2 separate regions of the Mus musculus genome follow, and region 1 is linked to region 2. Evidence: chromatin contacts called from public Hi-C data. All regions are on one chromosome and are shown on one strand. Each heading gives the region's core, a stretch centred on a gene start, on an enhancer-like site or on the middle of the called end of the contact. The rest is flanking DNA. Distances are from core to core; before and after follow the strand shown.

Evidence for each region. Hi-C and Micro-C count contacts between places; a contact is called where the count stands out from the background.
Region 1: a contact with region 2 is called in a Hi-C map of CD8 T cells, with 2.2 times the contacts expected there. The contact joins the enhancer-like site here to the promoter of Kif21b in region 2. A contact is called at or near these places in 3 of 39 promoter capture datasets (hippocampal neurons, liver and pre-B cells), 4 of 15 datasets of contacts at CTCF or cohesin (CD8 T cells, the NIH/3T3 cell line, large pre-B cells and 1 more), 46 of 484 Hi-C or Micro-C datasets (CD4 T cells, CD8 T cells, ECoMG-derived neutrophils and 31 more), 25 of 115 datasets of contacts at active chromatin or transcription factors (the 230-238 cell line, CD8 T cells, the HPC-7 cell line and 16 more) and 3 of 9 other capture datasets (adipose tissue, liver and pancreatic islet).

Annotation. Positions count from the first base shown.
Region 1 is chr1:136,172,730-136,175,979 of GRCm38.p6, forward strand. It overlaps Kif21b (kinesin family member 21B), which reads left to right. Exons shown (of 35, transcript NM_001039472.2): 34 at 74-273; 35 at 1,308-3,250. The coding sequence ends at 1,362. Among named protein-coding and RNA genes, the nearest start is that of Mroh3, 38 kb to the right of the region's middle. Within about 2 kb of position 1,547, at least 91 of the 459 cell types and tissues checked have an H3K27ac peak or open chromatin away from gene starts, as enhancers often do. A contact at or near this core is called in CD8 T cells, the G1E-ER4 cell line, Th1 cells and 11 more, where this site is marked.
Region 2 is chr1:136,129,681-136,132,664 of GRCm38.p6, forward strand. Kif21b (kinesin family member 21B) reads left to right here and starts at 1,710. Exons shown (of 35, transcript NM_001039472.2): 1 at 1,710-2,082. The coding sequence starts at 2,042. It overlaps Gm15850 (predicted gene 15850), which reads right to left and starts at 1,503. Exons shown (of 3, transcript NR_046170.1): 1 at 1,341-1,503.

The DNA.
Region 1 (3,250 bases), core at 297-2,796, 43 kb after region 2:
GTGATGTGCTCCTGGGGCCCTGGGGCAGGCCCTCTCTCTTCCCTACACCTTATGAGCCCTGGTCCTTCCACAGCAAATCCCCAACGCTCACAAGGACTGGGTGTGCGCCCTGGCCTTTGTACCCGGCCGGCCCATGCTGCTGAGCGCCTGCCGGGCCGGCTTCATCAAGGTCTGGAATGTGGACAACTTCACACCCATTGGTGAGATCAAGGGCCACGACAGCCCCATCAATGCCATCTGCACCAACAGCAAGCACATCTTCACGGCCTCCAGGTAGGTGCTAGGCAGAGAGAGCCGCTTTGCTCCCCTCCTAGAGTGACCAAGTTGACAACTGGCTCAGGGCTCCGCAGCTGTCCCCACACACAGATCCCATCAAGCACTCCTCTTTATATTTAGTGCTCAACTTCACTGAGCACTAGGCACCCAATGTCCTGGGTGCTGCAAAGGCAGGGGATCAGGGAGCCACTGGGCCCCAGGCCAGGACTTGCCCCCCCGCAGCGATCCAAATGGCTCTCACCCCCCAAGGGCTACAGACTGCCCTGCACCACTCCCACACCTCTGCCCCTCCAGCTGTAGCTCTGGCTCCTGTGCAGGCAGTGCCAGGCCCTCTATCCCAGGGACACTACTCAGCCGGGTTTCTTCTTTTCTCTCCTTGTTCCCACCATGTCCCTTCTCTCCCCTCCCATCTCTTCCTACCTCTCTTCTCTGCCTCTACCTCCCACCCCCACCCCCCCTCAAATAGTGACTGCCGGGTAAAGCTGTGGAATTACGTCCCTGGACTCACCCCCTGCCTTCCTCGACGAGTCCTGGCCATAAAGGGCCGCGCCACCACCCTGCCCTGACCTTCCCCCTCCCCCTCTCACTCTTCCCATCTTGCCTTTTCCTGTCTTTCCCCCACCTCGATCTGAGCTGCTTCTTCACGGTATGAGCCTGTTTTACTCTTAACCTTCTTACTTCACGCCCTGCCTGGCCCTACAGATCACCCTCCCCGACCCTCTTGCTAGCATGAGCAGTGGGCCAGAACCCTAAGGTGGCAGAGAACAGGGGGAGGCATTCAGGCCTGGACACAACACAACAGGAAAGTCTGGGACACCAGTCTTGCAGGGTCTTGCAGAGCATGGCCTGGGCCCTCCCCTTACCCAGTACCCCTCCCCGTGAGGTCTTCACTGGTCCTAAGCAGCATCTGCCTTAGCCCAGCCATATGTGAGGGAGGTGGGAAATTTGCCCAACCTTTGCTTTGGGGTGGGGGTGGGGCAACCAGCAGGGTCCACACCCACAGCTGAGCAGCCTCCCTCTGTCCTCCCCAGTGACCTGACAGTGAAGTTCTGGAGCATACGGCGGCTACCAGCAGCCCACCCTTGAAGTTAGGACTAAAGGTGGCTAGACCGTCAGATCAGACCCAGCAGCCTACCCAGCACGGAAAGGAAGCTGTGGCCCGACCTTACCGGAACAGCCAAGTTCACCGGAGTACAGAGGGTGTGGCTCTTCTCTCGCTCTGCTTCCTCCACCACCCCTTCTGTCCCTCCCCTGCCTCCTAAGAAAGACGAGGTGGAGGAGGGACACAAGCTGTGAAGCCAAAGGGCACGATTCCCCAAGCTGCTGCTCCACCTGTTCCCAAGCCTTCCTCTCAACTGGCCACATTGTCTCCTGCTGAGCCAGCCCTGCCCCTCCCCCAGGCCCTCAGCCTCGGTTGAGACCGAGGGAGAAGCAGGGAGAAGCCCCCATCTATCTTCCAGTGAGCTAGCCTCCTCTGTGTCTCCTAGCCCCACCTCCGGAGCCGCTTCACCTGCCTCTGAGCCCACCAAGGTAGTTCTCAGGTAACCATGGAAACCAGATGTAAGCAGCTGAGTCCTGCCGCTCACCCACAGCCAATCCCAGTGGGGCCCCGGCCCAGTCTTTCCTTGAGGTTCTCTTCTGCTGGGGCCTCAGTGGAGCTGTTTAAACAGTTCCTTTGGGGGGAAGGTCAGCGGCACTGCAGTCATTTAATATATTGATTTTTATTTTTGTGTTCTGCTGTTTGCCTCCTGGAAACTGACTTGAAGTTTCTTCCCATTCTTCCCTCCCCTCCTGGCACGGAGGTGGGGTGGGGTGGGGTGGGGGTGGGGGCCTTCCCTCTGCTTGCTCTGCAGATGAGGGGATAGCCTTCTCTATCCTTTGCAGCTCTGACAATTGCCCCGGACCTGCCCATGCCGGCATACCTTCTAGGATAGACCAGGTCTCTAGGCCGCCTAATGCCGCAGTGCCTTTCTCCATCCTGAGGCCTGATATCATGCCGGGCAGCCTTATACTAGCCATGCCCGCAGCCCACTTGTGTCTTCTACTCCTGGGCCTGGTGCCCACAGCCCCTGAAGGTCAGAGCATTCACCCCAACGGCCCAGTACCAGGGAGCTTGGTGGACTGCCCACTAGGTAGGCTTTGAGTAGTAAGGGTACCAGGTCCTTTGCCTAACCCCCCAGCCAGTTATGTTTCCACCCCCAAGGGGCTAGGGAACATCTTCAGCTTCTTTTCCTTTAGTTGTTCCAGAAACAGCCTTAAAACCAGCCTGGGACAAAGGCCCTCCCTTTTCAATTAGCGTGAGGAGGCAGTGACTCCTTGCTTCTCCCCTTGGTGCTGTGGACTCAGCTGCTGGGATGAGGTGAAGTCAGTGTCTAGCGCCCCCTACTGGAACAACTCTGAATTTATAGAACTGGGCCATGAGAGGGGCCAGCTCCGTTCCTCCCCCGGCTTCCCCTGCCCTTAAACTGGTCCACACTTACTCTATTGCTTCACTGGTCTTATGCATCCTGGTCTCATTCCGGGATCCATGAGCCTCAGCCCCATTCAGAGGCCGTGGTGACTTGTGGAGAGCTAGCATAGCGCCACTGTACTTAGCTCTTCTCCCTCTAGGGCGAGTACGTTGGTGCCTGTCCATGAGGCCCTAGGATGGGAGAGTTAGGAACTGATAAGGTCAGACCCTCTCTGAACCTTCCCAGAGCTGTGTCTGAAGCTGAAACTAAGAAGATTGTCCCGCTTATTGGTGGCTCCAGCCAGACACGGTGTTAAGTCTGGGTAAGTGGATATTTAGAACGGAGCACCGGAAAAGCAGATCACCTGGAACCTGGACCGTCTGTCTGCAAAGACCAGAAATCCTCCTTCCCCTGCTCATCCTGGGAGTGTTAAGGAACATCCTTAGCACTCAGAAGTGACCACATCTTCTCCTTCACCCATCTCCACCTAAATGGAAAGCCCGGACCTTACACCCTGTAAGAAA
Region 2 (2,984 bases), core at 460-2,959:
GAATCCCTTAGAGGAATCGGGACGCCTAGAACCACTTGCAGAAGTCCAGATCTTCTGTGTGTTGCTTATGAGACTATTTCCCCACTTGCAAAATTGGGGGTAGGGGAGAAGGCTAGAACCTGGCTCATAAGGTTAGGAGAACAAACAAGAACAAAAGCACCAAGTACCTCCCCGTGTAAGCACCGCTCAGCTCTCCACATCCTCCTTTTGTTAGAAGACAGGGAGCAGCGTCCCAATTTCCCAACACTGTCTCTTGCTCTAAGGAATTTGATTCACTGGCTTTGGGTTTCAGATGCTAATATTAATAAAATATATAGGATCCCACCAGGACCCCTTACACACCACCATCACCACTACCTCTCTGGGGCTCTGGCTCTCCTCCTGTTTGCTACGAGGGTAGGAAGAATGAGCTGACCTAACTTTCACATTTTCCCTTAAAACTATTCCAAACAGGCACCTGGGTTCCCGAGTGGAGCAGTCACAGATGGGGGTGGGGAGTGGGGAATGATGGCACCAAGAAGTGGATCCTCAGGACCCTAACGTACATCCCAGCCAAGACGTCTCACAGGGTTTCATCATCTGAGGCTGATGCAAGAAGCTTGGAGCCAGACTCCCCTGCCTCCCCTCCCCCAGAGGTCTCCATCCACATCTTGAGCTGCAGCTGGGTCCTCCTCTTGGGCCTTTTCCAGAGGAAGGAGCTGGGTGAAGCCTGGGAAGGGAGGGCAGCTGGTGAGGGGCCCTGTGAATGGTCCTAATGTTGGTTGTTGGGGGGCAGGGAGAAGAGTGGGGCTGGGAGGGTGCAGGGGTGAACTGGAATGGGACTTGACTTCACATTACTGGTCTCCTTTCTCATAGCCCTGTGTTGAAAAGTCTCCTGGGCTAATCCTTTATATACATTTCTGATGGCAGCGCTGGCCTCCTTTGCCTTCTAGCTTCTCCCAGGTATCTGGAGTCAAGTGCTTCTTTGTTCCTACTACTTCCCAGGCAGATCTGGCCTCCCACATCGACTCCCCCACACACAACCCGCCCCCCCCCCCCACTGTCACAAAGAGTGTGAACCAGGCCCTGTGGGTCATAAAGGTTAGTGGGACCCTGGTTTAGTGAGGAGAACCTGAGCCAGTCAGCCATCAAAGCAAACTATGAGCTTAAAGATGTTGCAGAGTGGAGGTGGGGAAATTTACTTCCACATCAACAAGAATCCCCTTCAATAAAGGTTGGCGGATTTACCGAAATAAATGCAGAAGGGACACTTCGCTGACTCTTTCAAATTGCAAATTGCTCATCTCTATGAGATGCTTTGAGGTGCAGCACACCGCCCAGCCCAGAGACCAGGTTCTTACCCATGCCTAGCCACAGACTCGCTGTATGACCTTGGGGTGTTCCTCTTTGAGTCCCGTTCCTCATTTAGGAAAGGAAGATCCCACTGAGACTGAGGTACCATGACTTCGAGGGCCGTGGTTCCCGAATGGTCAACTTCCCAGGGACGAGTCCATCATGCCACTCCCGCTTTCACTCCCAAGCCCTCCAATCCTACCCCGCCCCTCCCAGCCACCCGATGGACGGGAGCCAAGAGGTCTCTTTAAAGGCTCAAGTCCCGCCTCTGCTGCTCGTTGGGGCCTTCTATTGGCGGCCTCTGGGAGGGGCGGGGCCCTGCGCGGCTCTGAGGGGCTGGGGGTGGGTCCTGAGGTGGCTCGGCCCCCGCCCCCTTTGTTCGCGCTGCGGCGGGAGGTGGCGGTCCGGGTGGGAGGTGTGTGCGCGCGCGTGTGCCGCGCTGTAGGGAGCTGCGGGTCTCACTGCCCGCTGTCAACGAGCTCAGCACCTCCGCGCGATGGCTGGAGGAGACGCATGGGACCAGCCCCGTGGGGCCGGCCGCGGCTGAGCCCCTCTGCCGCCTCCTGCGAGCATGTCACCTCCAGCCTACGAGGTCGCTTTCGCTAGCAGGGTCCCTGCCTCCGCCTTCTGCAGCCGCAGCCGCTGCCTGGAGCAGTGGCCCCCGGACCCCCGCCCCTGATCCGCGCCCAGACCCTGGTGCCGGAGGACCATGGCTGGCCAGGGCGACTGCTGCGTCAAAGTGGCCGTCAGGTAAGGGTCGATGGCGGGGAAGGGGCGTGCGAGGAGGGGTTCGAGCTTTGTCTCGCGTGTTCTCGGGCGGGGGGCGCGGGCACCGCTCGAGCTGGAGTCTGCAGTCCAGGAGGAGGGGCCGACGCGCGCTGGCCCGGCTGCCGCAGGGGAGCGGCGGCCCAGCGGACTGATGGAAGGTGGCTTTGTTTGGGTGGTAATTTCTGGCCCCTCTTGGGAGCACTTAATGATCAGAAAATCGAATAAACAAGGAAATCCGGTATTTCACACCCAGCTTTGGCCCAGGCCGGAGCGTCTGTGTGTTTCCTCTTGTCCTCCCCATGAGGCTGCTGTCTCATTCTGGGGTATAGGAGGGAATCCCCCCTCCCCCCATCTACCCCAGTTAGCCAGTTCTACGCTCTTGATCCAGCTCACCATCCTGGGAGCGGATACAACAGACAAAGATCGGTTGTGGGACCCATGAAAGGGTTGGAATGGTGCCTTGGCTTTCCACGGGGTGCCAATGGCTTTTGGAGAAAGCCCTGCTGGTCCTGCCCCAAGAGGAGATGGTGCTAGGGAGGAAGAAAAAGGTGTATCCGAGGGACTAATCCAGAAGGGGTGAAAGGGGTGACAGGACCCTAATGCTACATTCACAGGCACAAAGGTGAAACTGAGCAGGGGGGAAGGGCCCCTAGATTTATCTGGATTCCCATTCCCGATATCTGTAGGTATTAGAAGTAATCTGGCAGACATTAAGAGGAAAGAGGACGGGACTTAGTGGGTTCTTTTCCTAGGGGCACACAGGTGCAGGGACAGGAAATGCTACAAAGTTGAACTCTCTGTTCTTTGCAGAGAGTGAAGATGCCTCCCACCAGCTCTCCCGACTGTGTTTTGTGGTCTTCTCTTTAAGAAGAACATAGTGGGAG